Regions from separate parts of the Anser cygnoides genome. Here region 1 is linked to region 2. A link is a contact called in public Hi-C data. All regions are on one chromosome and are shown on one strand. The core of a region is the stretch at or near the end of the contact, and the rest is flanking DNA. Distances in the headings are between cores, read along the strand shown. Region 1 holds the start of SCAF11 (SR-related CTD associated factor 11). Region 2 holds the start of ARID2 (AT-rich interaction domain 2).

Region 1 (6,554 bases), core at 931-3,430, 160 kb before region 2:
GCTTTAATCAATCAATCCCAAAAATGTCACTATAGGAAGAACAGCTTACTAATTTAATTTTTTTTCACTCCATCTCTTTCAGAGACACAATGTAGTACTGGCAGCTTAGAGACTACAAAAATACCACTTCATGTTCATTTGGGTTTATTACATTGAGAAAGAAATAATCACAAGGTCAGTGTTGCCCATCCCTTGTTTGCCCTCGTGCAATGGTTTTCAGATAATAAATGGCATAGGATCATTTCAACGGTGAAGGATACTCCAAAGTAAAAAAAATTCAAATTTACAACACCAAAACACAAGTATTTCCATTTTCCCCTCTGCACTCTATGCTAATCCTAATTTCTGCACTCACGGATAGCTACCGCTTCGCCCTCCAGGAGTTCCACTCTACCATGCCCTGCCTCATCCTTGCTTTTTCATCCACCACCTCCCCTTGATCTACCATATCGTTATTGAAATCTCTTCAGCCCAGGTAGGACTGGAAACCTCTGAGGGCAGGAACTTTGTTGGCACACAGAAAAGCTCAGAACCTGACAGCAGTGAAGTCCCAGGTTTTCCTCTCAACTGTAAACAGTGTACAACACGTGCTCGTCTCCAAAGGTGGATGAGAAAGGGCCAAAGGAGCTCTGGTAATACAGCATACTTTTGAAGCTGTATGAGTAGGTATAAAGGTCAGTGCTGGAAAGGATAAGGATGCCTCTCTTTTACCCATGTAAGATACACGGTCACAGGATCAAACAAAAGTACAGACAGCACCTCAAACGTGATGAGTGTTTCTCCTTGCATTCCTCTCTGTCACTGAAACCTCCCATCAGCTTCCCTGGCTCCTCTGCGCAACGTGATCTGTGCAGCAAGAGGAGCTGACAGCAACGTCTTCACGACCTGTGACAGAAACAGCGAATACCGAGGCTTCCTCTACATCTCTGAGTCTCAAGTGACTTAGGAGTCATTCTAACTACGAGACTCAATAGTGAGTAAAAACATACGGCAGTTCTGTGTACCACGGCCTCCTTGCAACAAAACCTTACCTCTGTGACCGGATAGTCGAACACAGTGCTGTTGTTCCCTCACCATTCCTCCTTCTTAACTGCTTCAGTGTCTTGTTTGAGGGTCATTCAAGATTTCAGTCTACTCAAGATGCATCACTGAAAGTCATCTGTCTTAGTCTGCAACAGGGCTTTCTTTAATCTCATCCTTCAAAACAGCTCATTCCTTTCTTCAGATGATGGAGTTCATTAACCTTAGTAACCCTTAAAGTCAGACTTACCTTACACATTTCGTCGTCTTTCTTCTGTCTGTGCTTTCCTACCTATGGCTAGAGACCTGCTTATTATTACATTTCCCTGCAGCCCGCTAATGAAGCCAGTCCTTCCCTTTCTTCCTCTGCCTCTCCTCACGCGCTGTCCCCACGGGCTGCTCTTACTTAATTCAAGCTCTTCTGACTTAATCCTAAATTAATATTCTCCATAACGAGGTGCCACCACTCTCCCAAGACAGACTCCGACGTGCACCTTGCCCCACCGTGCCCCAACAGCCACACCGCCACACTCCACCAAGCCCCAGCCCGCCACCGCCTCCTGGCCGGGCAGCCTGGTAGGGCGGGCGGCCATCACCCTACCGCCCCCTCGTCCCTCACCCGCCATCGCCATGGCCATGGCCATAGCCATCGCCCCCAGCATACGCAGGGCTGTGCTCATCGCCCCGCTGCGCCACATCGGCCACACCACACTCGCATAACGAACAGACAGAGGCTGCTTTGGGTTGAGTTTATTAAAACGAGGGGCCGAGATGGGTTCAGGTTATTAAAATAGCGAAGAAGGGAAGGCTGTGAAGGAACGAGGGAGCTGACCCTCACACCCCCCCCCCCCCCCCCCCCCCCCCCCCCCCCGTCGCGCTGTGATGACGCCACCGCCGCCCGGGCCGGGCCGCGCCCCTCCGCCTCGCCGCCAGCAGGGGGCGCCCGAGCCCGCCCCGCGCCTCCCCCCCCCCCACCGCCCCGCCCCGCCAACCGGCGGCGGGTCACGTGCCCCCGCCCGCGCCCCGCCTCCCCGCCCGGTGCCGCCCCCCGCCCCGGGAGGACCTTTCCCACAATGCCGCCGCGGGCGGGGCGGTTTGGAGGCGTCTCGCTGGCGGCCGCCACGCCGCCTCCTCCCCTCCCTCCCCGCGCAGCGCCCCCCCGCGGGCCCCGCCGGTACCGCGCAGCCCCGTCCCGTCCCGGCGGACATGTGGCCCGGCGGCCGCTGAGCCCGCTCCGCCGCTCGGCCCCGGAGGCAGGCGGCGAGCCGCTGGAGGAAGCCCCCAGGCGGCAGCAGCAGCAGCGGCGGCGGCGGAGGCGGCGTTGGGGACAACCGGAGGCTCCGCTCCATGGTGGGGACGGCGCCAGGTAAAGCGGCGGCGGGGATGGGGAGCGCCCGGGGGGCGGCCCGGGCCCGGCGGGGCCTTCCCCTCCCTCAGGGCCCGGCGGTGCGGCTGCTCCCGGCCTGCCCGCCCCCGCCGGCCGGCTCCCAAAACGGGGCGGCTCCGGAGCCCGTCCCGGGCTGCCCCACGCCGAGCGGGGCTGGCAGGGGGCTGGCAGGGGGCTGGCAGGCCGCCGGGGCGCCGCCGCTGTGCTCCGCAGCGCTGCCCGTCCTGGGGCTCCTCGGGGAGCGTGCGGGGGGCTGGGGGACCGGCCCGCAGCGTGGCCGGCTCTGACAACGCGTTTGGCACCTGAATGCGGCACGGTTTGGTGGGGCTAACCCCTCTCCTCCCGTAATATTCCCTGCAGAGCAACTTTTCGGGAAGAACGAGGTAGCAGGGAGAGAGCCCAAAGCGTTACTGATATCTGGTATCAGCGACTGAGTTTGCCGCTGGCAAAGAATCGCTTTATAAAAATGTGAACAAACTGTCGTGGCTGCTCCAGCCCAAACGATAAGCGTGTGGTGGATCGGAATGCCCTTGTTGTTGGACAACCGCTTGTGAGGCTTCACATATCTTTTTTTTCAGGAAAAAAAGCTAACTCTAGTGGCTGGTGTCGTGTTTGTGCATCGTTAACGCATCGAGCTTTTAACTCTCCTTTGGGTCAGAGCTTTAAGTGAGTTGTAGTTTAGCGCAGAATTTTACAGTTTGGGTGTTCAAACTTTCTTGTGCATGGGAGAACAGGGGAAGCCTCTAGTCAGTTTGTCGTGGTTTCTTCCTTTCTTAACGTAAAGAGTGGATTTCTTAAATGAAATGTCAGTGACTAAAATCCAATGTTAGTTGGTTGATCATATAGGGTAAACCACGTCTCTTTCTTTTTTTCGTTTTTGGGAAGCTGTACTTGGAGATGCATATGCACCAAAAAAAAATAGCATCCTCTTCTGCCATATGGAGAAGGCTTGGAAAAGTTCCCAAGAACTTCTTCCAAATGTTTCCTTTAGTGTTTGTTCTTTTTTTTTTAATGAATATAATAACTTTTGTTTGCTTTCCTTAGAGGAGACAAGAGAAATGGGGGGGGGAGGGCGGGGTACTATTTAGGTTTTTACTAAAAGTTACAATGTCAGACTTCAACAGGTTTTATTTCAGTAGTTTACAGTTACTGATGCGTTGACCTCCAGAGTGATAGATGGCCCACATAAGAAATACACCAATTTTATTTTATGTTCCACGTGACTTAAAGTTTGCTTCTGATTATGCAGAATGGACAAGAACTTTGTGGCCTCAGAAAAACATCATCTCTCTCTCTCATCCAAATTGTCTTAAAACAGAATGTTTTTAGGCTTTCTCTAATAAAAATAAAACTGGAGGCACTAGTTTATCTTGTGCTCGGATCACTTTAAGACGGGGAATGCTTCTCCACGAATTTGGTGAGTTTTTTTCAATGTTAATTCGTAGAGCTCGAGCACAATACATGAAGGATCTTGAGTTTGACTCAACATGGAGATGTAAGTTTGTTGTTTTACAATTACTCAGCTGTCACTTTTAAACCACCCAGGTGATAAAGAGCTTCTTTTTGCTCTTGACTGACTGTAGTTTGAGTCACACTTTATACATGAGTTTTAGCCTCTGGCTTTATAAAACTTGTATATGGTTCTGCTCGTGATGCGTAATGGTTCTGCTCTGGTTACAAACATCTGCTTCTACCGGTTACAGAGCTTCTTTGCTGAATATTCTCAGTTTTCCATTGCCCTGAGTACTATAAAAAGTGCAAAAACTTAGGTTAGCTAAAGTTTGCTTTATATAGTAATTGCCGTAAGGGTGGTTTGTTTCAGTTAATGTTGTGTATTGGAGGAGTGGCAGAACGCTGTTGGAAAAAGTTGGACGGGCTGACTTGTCGTGCCAGTACCAGAGTTACTGAAACCTGGCCTGCTGAGTCCACTGCTTCAGCACTGCGATTTTCTTTTTCGCCGGCAGTCTAAGCTGAGGGGTAGGAAATGTCCTTCCAGTTAACAGTAACAGAAACGTGCGGTCTAGTTCCTACTGATGTCCAAGAAGATTCCTCAGTGCTGACAACTTGTATGAATGAATTCTGAAATGCATTTGAGATTAAAGTAGGTTTTGTAAGTCTCAACGTTGTTTGTTTTTTGGTTTTTTTTGCCTATTTTGCCAACTTGGAGATAGAACTAGGTTTAAGGTATAAATTTAACACTACAGCCGTAGATATCAGAGGCTTCTAATGTGTGCACTATGTAGAGTGCTTCAGAACAAGAACTAGTTCGTGGCTTTTCGGCAGCATAGGCACGTTTTATTTCATATGTGTGTACTAGTCCGCTGTACCCTGAAGGGCAGTGACCTTGATCTGAGAGGATATGAGCGCGGTGACTTTTTTAAGCCAACAATGAGGTTGTGAGGTTGTTAACTGAGGTGATAGGTACTGTTTGCAAGCTAAAAGCTGTGAACATCTCTTTCCGGGTCTGCGAGTTGCTTGCTTCTGGTACCCCGAACCACCTGAGCACGGACAATTCCCCTGAGTAGGAAGTTAGCGGTGTGCAGTCATGAAATAACACATGAAGGGCTGCAGCTGGTGGAAGGTGAATGCGTGCGTGTCTTTTAATGCTCAGCTGTCCATCACGTCTCTACGTCTAGGTTTGAGGGTGTGCTGAAGGCCGAGCGACTGTTGGAGGGACTCTCAAAGGCTGAATACGCACGATCTGTGCTTCAGTGGCCCACACCAGATTGAACAAACAGTTTTTCCCTGGCAGTTTTATTTTGTTGTTTTAAAAGCCTGTTGCTTGTAGAAACATACTGTTTTACTACAGCTTATTTTTATGGCACTTCTGATTGTTTCTCCAACTAAAAGGCTTAAGGAAAACTAATTAAACTTAACCAAATGTGAAAGTTGTCATTTCTGGGCTGGCAAAGTTGTTAACTGACGTGACAAAGGATGATCAAAATACCGCATTTAATTATCTACGAAGTAGGCAAGATTAAAATAAACTTTGTGTTAAATACATTTAGTAAGGTAACAAATATATGTACACATGTAGGCATATGTGTATCTACACATTACCTTGGTGTACATGGTGATAAAATGAACATTTTTACCCCTTCACCTTTTATTATTAAGTAATACTTTCTGTAAATTATCTTCATATAACACTAGCATTACTCTTTTTTTTTTCCCCCCAGGAAAAAGCAAAATTTGAGTTTTGATGTTAATAATCATAATAATCCAGATATTGGATTATTTTCACTAGAAATTATTTGTCAATCTTCTATAAAGCAAATTTTTTTATACCATTGTGTATTTGTGTTTGAAGAGGGTTAAGGATGACTTGGTGAATGGTCCCTACGTTAGGTCACAGTTCGGTACGTGGAATAATCAGTGTGCAACCCATGCGTATTCCATCATCACAGCAACTGTATTTGATTCTGTGGCCAGTGGCATTCTTAAATTTCTGAGATGATTTCAGATTCTTTCACACATATACATGTACAATAAAAATATATATGAATGAGGATGTAGAGAGAACTGGGAAAAAAGTTTGCTTTTTGCTATCAAGCAGAATATAGAAGAAATAAGTCTTTCAGAAGCTGTTATCTAAAGCCTAATGCTGTGGCAAAAAGTGGTATCTGGTCACTTTTTCTAATAAATGCTAATAATGATGTCTGTCTTAATGCAGATGTTATTTAAGGATTGGTGGACTCCCATTAAAATGCAGTCTTTGTTCATCTGCTATGAGGTCTGTAAGCACTGCCTAACTGTGATCTTCCTTCAAGGATACTATCTGCGAGTAAACCTGACTGACGCATTCAACGTTTGGAACTTTTCCAAACTAGTATGAAATTGCCTGGAAACGTCAAGTGCATTAACACGTGTCTCTCTTCTTGCTGCTTGGCTTTTATTAGAATGCCAACAGTAACAGTGAGTGGGAAATCCCTGAGATCAGCATCTGGCTAGAAGTCCTCACGTACGTCCATACCTTTTGATAGCACCGCAGGACAGAACTGCAGCAGGGAAGACTTCTGCCTTTGAAATGGAGAATTTTTACAAGAAACTGAGCCGTAATGGTACTCGACACTTGTGTCGACACTGTGATTCAGGTAGAATCTGAAGACAGATGAGCAGTGTTAATTAGGCTGTTCGCTGCCTAGAA
Region 2 (6,949 bases), core at 912-3,411:
AATAGATAAATATATATAGAAGAAAAAAAAAATAGGAATGTATATGGGATTTGGGACTGTATTTGTTACTAACAGCCGCTAATATTTCCCCTTCGGGAACAATCCCGCTCCTCGCCGACATTTTCCCCGATTATTGTATTTTGTTTTATTTCGGGGGGCACGGCCGGGAGGGCCCGCATTGTTTTGGGGTTTGTTTGTTTTTGTTTTTACTGCCTGGACAATAACCAATCGGGAGTCCCTCTGTCGCCCCCTTTTAAATCCTACCGCGGTCCGTTAAAAACCCAAAGAAGTTTAAAATAATGCAGGCAAGTCTGGGAGGGGGCGCCCCCTGGGCTGCGGGGTGCGGGGGAGCGGGGGAGCCCTCCCGATGGGTCCCCCCACGACAGCTCCCCAGCCACAGAGAGGCCTTTCTTTTGAGGCCTACATTTCTGTCCCTAGCCTTGAAGCCTAAAGATGGCTATTTGATTACACACCGTCTTGGGTGCCCCTTTTGTTATTTTTCCCCGGGAAGGGCTCGGAGGGCAGCGCCTGGCCCCCCCCCGGCCGCGAGGATCGTTCCCTAGCCCATGCTCCGTGCCGATTATCGATGTTAAACATGCCCGCTAATTTTGAGTTGCACTAAAACTGCGCTCAGACTCTCTCCTCTCTCTGTCTCTCCCTCTCAGAGGCGCACACACAAGCTGCGACCACAAGCGAAACAAACTGCCCCTCACGGCCCCAAACGCCCCGCTCCCCCCTCGCCTTCCCCCGGCGACGGGGGGCAGGGGGCCGGGGCCCGGCCGGGGGCGGGGGGGGGGCCGGCCAGGGGGTCCGCCGTACCCCCGGATCCCCCTCCATCGCTCCGCCGACAAGGCCAAGGCACCAACCTGCCTGCCTGCTTGCTTCCTTCTTCCACCCCCCACCTTCTCTAACCGGCTTTAAATAGGACGGTTCCCGGCCACCCCGGCTCCCCCCGCCGCCCCCGGGGGTCAGAGGAGACTTTTGGGAAGAGGTTAGCGGGAGGGAAAGCCAAATTAAAACTTCCACTCACCTTCCCAAATCCGCCTAAAGTGGTGACTCTGGTGTAGAGAGCGTGAAGATCCAGCTCCTTCCCACCCACCACAGGGATCTTCTTAAAAGGAGACCTGCCAAAGGAGATACACACAAAACACCACAACTTGTCAGCTCTGCCCCCTTTTCTCCCCTCGCTGGGGCTGCCGTGTCCTTCAGGGAAGGGGCTGGAAGTTGGATCTGGTCGGTTTAAAAGCCTCCCCCCCTCCCGTTCCATCTCCCCATTTTCCTCACCCTCTGCTGTGGTGAAACTGCCGCAGCTCGTCCAGGAAAGCGAGTCCCTTTCTCCGCTGGTCTGCGTGGTTTTTACCCGTCGAATTTGCCATTTTTGTAATAAAAAAGGTCCTCTTAAAAAAAAAATCCAATTTAAAAAAAAAAACGGCCGACAACAACAACAACAATCCCCGGCTCCTCCTTGTCTTTAAGAGACCCAGGTGCCCGTGCTCGGCCGGGGATCAGCCATGGAGAGGGGCTTGTTTAAAAAAAAGTTTAAAAGGAATAAGGGAGCCCAGAGAGTGTGGTAATTGCGAGTCCTGTCTCCACACAACACACAGGCAAAGAGACAGGGAGGGAGAGGGGCACCTCTCAGTAATTCCTCCTCCCGCTGCTGCTGCCTCTCTCAGCACCACAAACCCAACCGATCCAGCCTGCACATGAGACTCAACATGGTGCTGCTGGATCACACAATGAATTGGGTTACTGTTGTGGTGGGGTGGGGGGGGAGCCGGAGTGAGGTATTGACAGTGTGTGTGTGTTACAGCCGCGGCTCCATGCGATCTCCCTCTCCCTCGCTCGCTCCCTCGCTCGCTCTCTCACACACACACACTGTACAGCTACGGCGGCGGCGGCGGTGGCGGCGGCAGCAGGATTCACTTCTCTTCTCTCTCAGACAAAAAGATCTGAGGCCGCCGTGCTTCTGCCTGGACGAGAGCGCAACACAGCGGGCCCCGGAGGCCGGTCCCGGTACTGCACGAGGCAGCTCCGAAGGCAAAAGCCAGCGCAGCCCCAGCAAGCAGTTCCTGGCGGGGAACAATAGGCTCCTCTCGCCGCTAAGGGCTCATCTGCAATGTGCCGCAAACTTCACACAAAGCCGGGCGGAAAGAGGCGAGGGAGAGGGAGAAGAGGGGAGGAAAAAAACGGCTACTACCGGTTGTTCCAGGGCTGGGGGCCGGGGAAATGCGCCCTCCGCGCCGGGCTCGCCACGGCGGCCTCTCCCCGCTCGCTGCTCCGGGGGGAGGGCAGCAGAGGTGGGCTCGCGGAGCGGGGCCGGTTTTTTTTTTTTTTTTTTTTTTTTTTTTTTTTTAATCGGGCTAACGCCGAGCGCCTCGAGTTCAAGGGGAGAGAAAACAACAACGGAAGGGGGCACTGGCGGATTTTGACTTTTGAAAAACTTTGGAGTCCCCCAGCCCGAGGTGTTTCCAAGGACAGGAAATCTCCCCGGATAGCGCGGGGTGGGGGTGGGGAGGCGCTGTGCGGCAAGGGCGGCGGGAGCCCCTCGTTTCGGGCCGTGAGGGGCTCCAAACTTCCCCAACGAGGAGCACGGGGCGCCTTCCCCAGCAGGGGTGCCCCGGGGAGGTTTGCCAGCAGGGGCCTGAACTCTGCCTCGCTCCATAAATATTTTTTTTTTTCTCTCTCAGAGACACTCTGCCCTGTAAGCAAAGAGCTTTAGGACTGCTCTACTCGATCTAAGCCACATATATGTTTCTGTATATCACTAAACAGGACATACAGCGTAAAATTGTTGAAGGAGAAAGGCCGAGGCCCTCACCCTGGACTGGCGGTAGCCAAAAGCGGCAGCCCGCTCTCCCCTTTGCATATGGCGTGTGCAGTATTTGTAAATATTTTCCTCATCACGTGTATCCAGCGCCTGGGAGCCCAGGAGAGTACCTGCACTGCGGTCACACCTGCGGAGCAGGTGGGAGCGAGAAGGGGCCTGCGCAGCCAGCGGTGCCTTCTGTCTAAAATCTGCTCCCCAGGTAAAGCGGTGGGGGTCCAGGCGGGCGTTTGTCCTTCCCTACAAGTAAACAGAGCTTCAGGTGAGCGCTTGTCCCCGTTTAAGGGGTGCTGAAGGAATGTTGGTCCCTCACAAGCAGTACACTGAAATTCAAGGCCAGATTGGGCCTTCAGTTTTCTTTAAGCAGAACTCCTCATTAAAGTCAGTAAAGAGCTCTGTTTTGAAATCAATGGCACATTATGGCCCCAAGTGAGCACTTAAGGGAGAACTATAATTCCTTTCTATTCCATGGACTAACTAACTTCAGGAAATAAAACATTTTTTTGAGGATTTTTTGTTTTTCTTTTTGTCTTGAATGCTGGTTCAGCTTGAATATAAAAAGACAGAAATAGAGCAAGATGGTTGGTAAGATTTGTCCTTGGGTCACACTTATGGGGGGGGGGCAGGGGGGGTAGAAAAGAAATCCCTCGGTTTCCAATCAGTAAATATTGACAATTGCCCTCTCTGTGTGGATGGGCTGGTGGTGCGTCAATTTCAATGTAAGACGTGCAGTGTCTATTCACTGTAGCCTTGGGTGCCCCCCCCGTCCCCCAGACTTAAACGAGACCTGCAGCAGGCTCCTGCCTGCGACACTTTGAGTTTCTGCTATTTCAGCAATAGGCTCCCAAAGCCAGGATAATGTGAACGGGAGAGGCTTAAAACAAACAAGCGATTGAGGGGTCCAAATCGCTCTTTCAGGCACACGCAGCTAAACCTTCCTTCGCGGGAGAGGGCGGTGGTTTTTAATCTCGCCTCCGAATTCCTCCCGAGCGGGGGGTCTCCCCTCGGCGAGGGGCGGGCGGCAGAGGTGAGTGGCTCTCCTCGCCCCGCGCGAGGGGAGTGGGTGGCAGAGAGGGGAGGACAGGCGAGTTGCGTAGCAGGGCGAGGTGGGTTTCCATGCTCGGCAATTGCGCACGGTCCCTTACGTAACCGTCAGCTGGGGATTCCCTGGAGGGGGTCACTTTATTCAACCATTACACAGACCCCGGCCGCCGCCGCTCCGCCGCGCCCGGGGCCGCCGCCGGCTGAGGCTGAGGCTGCGGCTCCGGCTGCAGGCAGCGCGGCGGCGGCTCCTCACAAAATGGCGGCGCCCATGGAAGCGGCAGCAGCCCCATTTTGTGCCCGGCAGAGCCTGTCAACAAAACGCCGACTTGGCCAAGGCTGAGGAACAGAAGGCGGCGGCTTCGTTCGCGTTACGGCGCGGAGGGAGGAGAGCGGAGGATTTCACCGCCCTCCCGCCGCCGAGAGGAGACTTTTCTACAAAGTGTGCGCGGGGGGGCAGGCAGGGAGGGAGGGAGGAGAGGGAGGTGAGGGGGGACGCGAGCAGCCAGCGAGTCAGCGGCTGCCTCAGCCCAGCGCCGAGCCGCCGGAGCTGCGGCGCGGGGGAGGGGAGGGGAGGGGAAGGGAGGGGTAGAGAAGGGAAGGGAAGGGAAAAGAAGGCAGGCGGCGGCCTCGGCGCTGCCCGCCCCGGCTCCGGGGCCCAGCTCGCCCCCATCCGAGGGCTCCGGGGGCTGCGGGAGCGGCCGGCGGCCCGGCACGGCCCGGCACGGCCCGGCGGGGGAGGCCGGGGCTGCCCGGGCGAGAGGCGCTGTTGGCCGCGCAGCCCGGGCGGAGGGGACCGTGCCTATGGGATTCTGGCGAACCTGTACTGAATGACAGGACGAGCTGGCTCCTCGTGTAGCTAACTAGGTCACTGTCAGCACTTAATTACTGTTTGTTTCATTTTAGTGCGTGCCTTATGAATAAACCGGCTATTAGGCTGATGCTTCAAGTAACACTATCCAGCACCAAGGTACAAAATGTCTGTATTGGACTCTGATCTTGTGATGCCAGCTTGGTAATAATTGCTGTTTTACATTAACGATGTCTGCCTTTCTGTAGCTTGCTTCTTTAGCGTGTACCTGGAATAGATGGAGATCCCATGCGATATGGCTGAGAAGCTATATTTGTATTATACCACCTGTTTGGCTGTTTTTGTGGTGATGGGGGCTCCCCTCTCCTTTGAGGCAGAGAAAGGGTTTATGAATTAAGGCTTTTTTTTTTTTCCTGATTTACCTGATTTAATATTGCATGCGTTTTAATGATGCCTAAATAAAAGTGTTAACCTATTTCATTGTTGAAGTGATAATTATTAACGTACCAATATTATATTAGTATTTAAGAATCAGAATTATAGCTTGTTGCGTATTAAAGGCTCGAGGATGAAATGTAGGTAAAAAGATAAAAAAAATCCTGCTGCTTTTTTTTAATCTATTTATTGATCTCTGTATAGTACCTGTCAATGCATTTTGAAGTCATTTAATTGTAAAATAAAATCTGTGTTATTATAAACTGTTTATGAAAGTTAATATATACAATGAATTTTGGTGTGTAAATATTACGTGTGGAATCAGCATAGTTGCAGACAGTACAGAGCCAGTAATTGAATTGTCACTGTTCAGTAGTGGTGGTTGTGTGTTGTTTTTTTTTTGGGGGGGGGGGGGGGGGGGGGGTTGTTTTTTTAAGTACAACTGTGTCAACAATTTTTGTATTCTAATAGCTGTATCCCATGTTGCAGTCTCAAGCTTTTTTTTCCCTGAATCTTTAATATTAAATTCTGTGCTTATTACCTGTCTGCCCAGCTGCTACTATCCAGAGCAGGCCACAATTGTTCTTGTCAGTTGCCCACTAACTGCATTTGCTTTCTGGTGGGTGAAATATTCTTTCTCATTTCCATTTTCATTTCTGCTGTGCTGCTGTTGAATTGTGGCAACATTACATTTTGATTAGAGTAACTAGTATCACTAGCTGAATGCTACTTACATTAAATAGTAAACTGTAAATCCTTAGAAACAGAAATTAGCGTATTTTGTTTGCGTGCTTGCACTGGTGTGTGTATATATATGTTTTTTTAGAAAATGCATCCTATTAAATGGACGAGAGGAGAGAGTAAATCCCCTGAAGACTGCAGACAGTCATGTATAATGAAGGTGCAGTCTGAAAATAAACACAAGAATTACTGGTGAACACCTGGTAGAGGAGAAAGGGTCAGAAAACCAGTGGTAAATTTCAGTGACATTCATCTCAACCAGTTTTAATAACAAATGTTAAACTGTTGAATTTAACTGCATACGTTAGGCTAACTGTGTATGTTAGGTTTCACTGTTTGCTCAGCTTGCTGTGATAAATGCATCTTTTAACAAGGGGCATTTACTCAGACAGGCATTAGTCCTACCTCTTCTTACCAAATAATATTCTAAAATTATTTATTTCATTTGGGTGTGCAAGCTGGTATAAAGATGCTCCTACTTTGTATAGATTATAAGTGGCTAGTACAGTAATGGTACTGTATTAAGTCATAAATTAAAGATCTTTAATGCATGAAATTAAATGCTAAGCATTACAGCAAAGACAGGAAAGTGAATGTACAATATTACAGGATACTTCTGCACACTTGCACAAAATTTCCACTGCAGTTAGTGGAATTTAACTACTCTTGCTGGTTTGTTTTAGATAATCTTAAAAAATAATAATAAATAATGATTTTACATTGAAAAAAACAACTTCTTAAGTTCATTCTTTGAATGACACTTCCCTCATAAATTTATGAATGTGTTGTATGCCTTCCTCATCTTATTTTTCAGTTACTACTACTCAGGAAATAAAACAGTTGGAAAAATGGGCTCCATAAATACTGTTGTAAATAATCAAGTAAATTGATTAAATACTTCCTTAAATACTATCTATAACTATTGTAATTTCCCAGTATTTGCTGTACTTCACAAAGGTCCTGCTGTTGGAATCAGTGAATTTTATGATCATGTAAGTCCCAAATTAAAAACACTTCATAGTTGAGAGTTCTTCAGTTGTGCAATGTAGTATGAAACATGAAGCAGGAAAACCCTAAATGCAACTGAAGGAGAAGTA

What was found. Hi-C and Micro-C count contacts between places; a contact is called where the count stands out from the background.
Region 1: a contact with region 2 is called in a Hi-C map of liver, with 4 times the contacts expected there. The contact joins the promoter of SCAF11 here to the promoter of ARID2 in region 2. A contact is called at or near these places in 2 of 7 Hi-C or Micro-C datasets (both in liver).

Annotation. Positions count from the first base shown.
Region 1 is chr1:33,905,923-33,912,476 of Taihu_goose_T2T_genome, reverse strand. SCAF11 (SR-related CTD associated factor 11) reads left to right here and starts at 2,180. Exons shown (of 15, transcript XM_048065904.2): 1 at 2,180-2,386. It overlaps LOC106045624 (a long non-coding RNA gene), which reads right to left and starts at 1,866. Exons shown (of 4, transcript XR_001212892.3): 1 at 1,032-1,866; 2 at 760-885.
Region 2 is chr1:33,744,988-33,751,936 of Taihu_goose_T2T_genome, reverse strand. It overlaps ARID2 (AT-rich interaction domain 2), which reads right to left and starts at 2,161. Exons shown (of 21, transcript XM_048065822.2): 1 at 1,285-2,161; 2 at 1,031-1,124. The coding sequence starts at 1,376. It overlaps LOC125182998 (a long non-coding RNA gene), which reads left to right and starts at 3,937. Exons shown (of 8, transcript XR_010829349.1): 1 at 3,937-4,309; 2 at 4,772-4,835.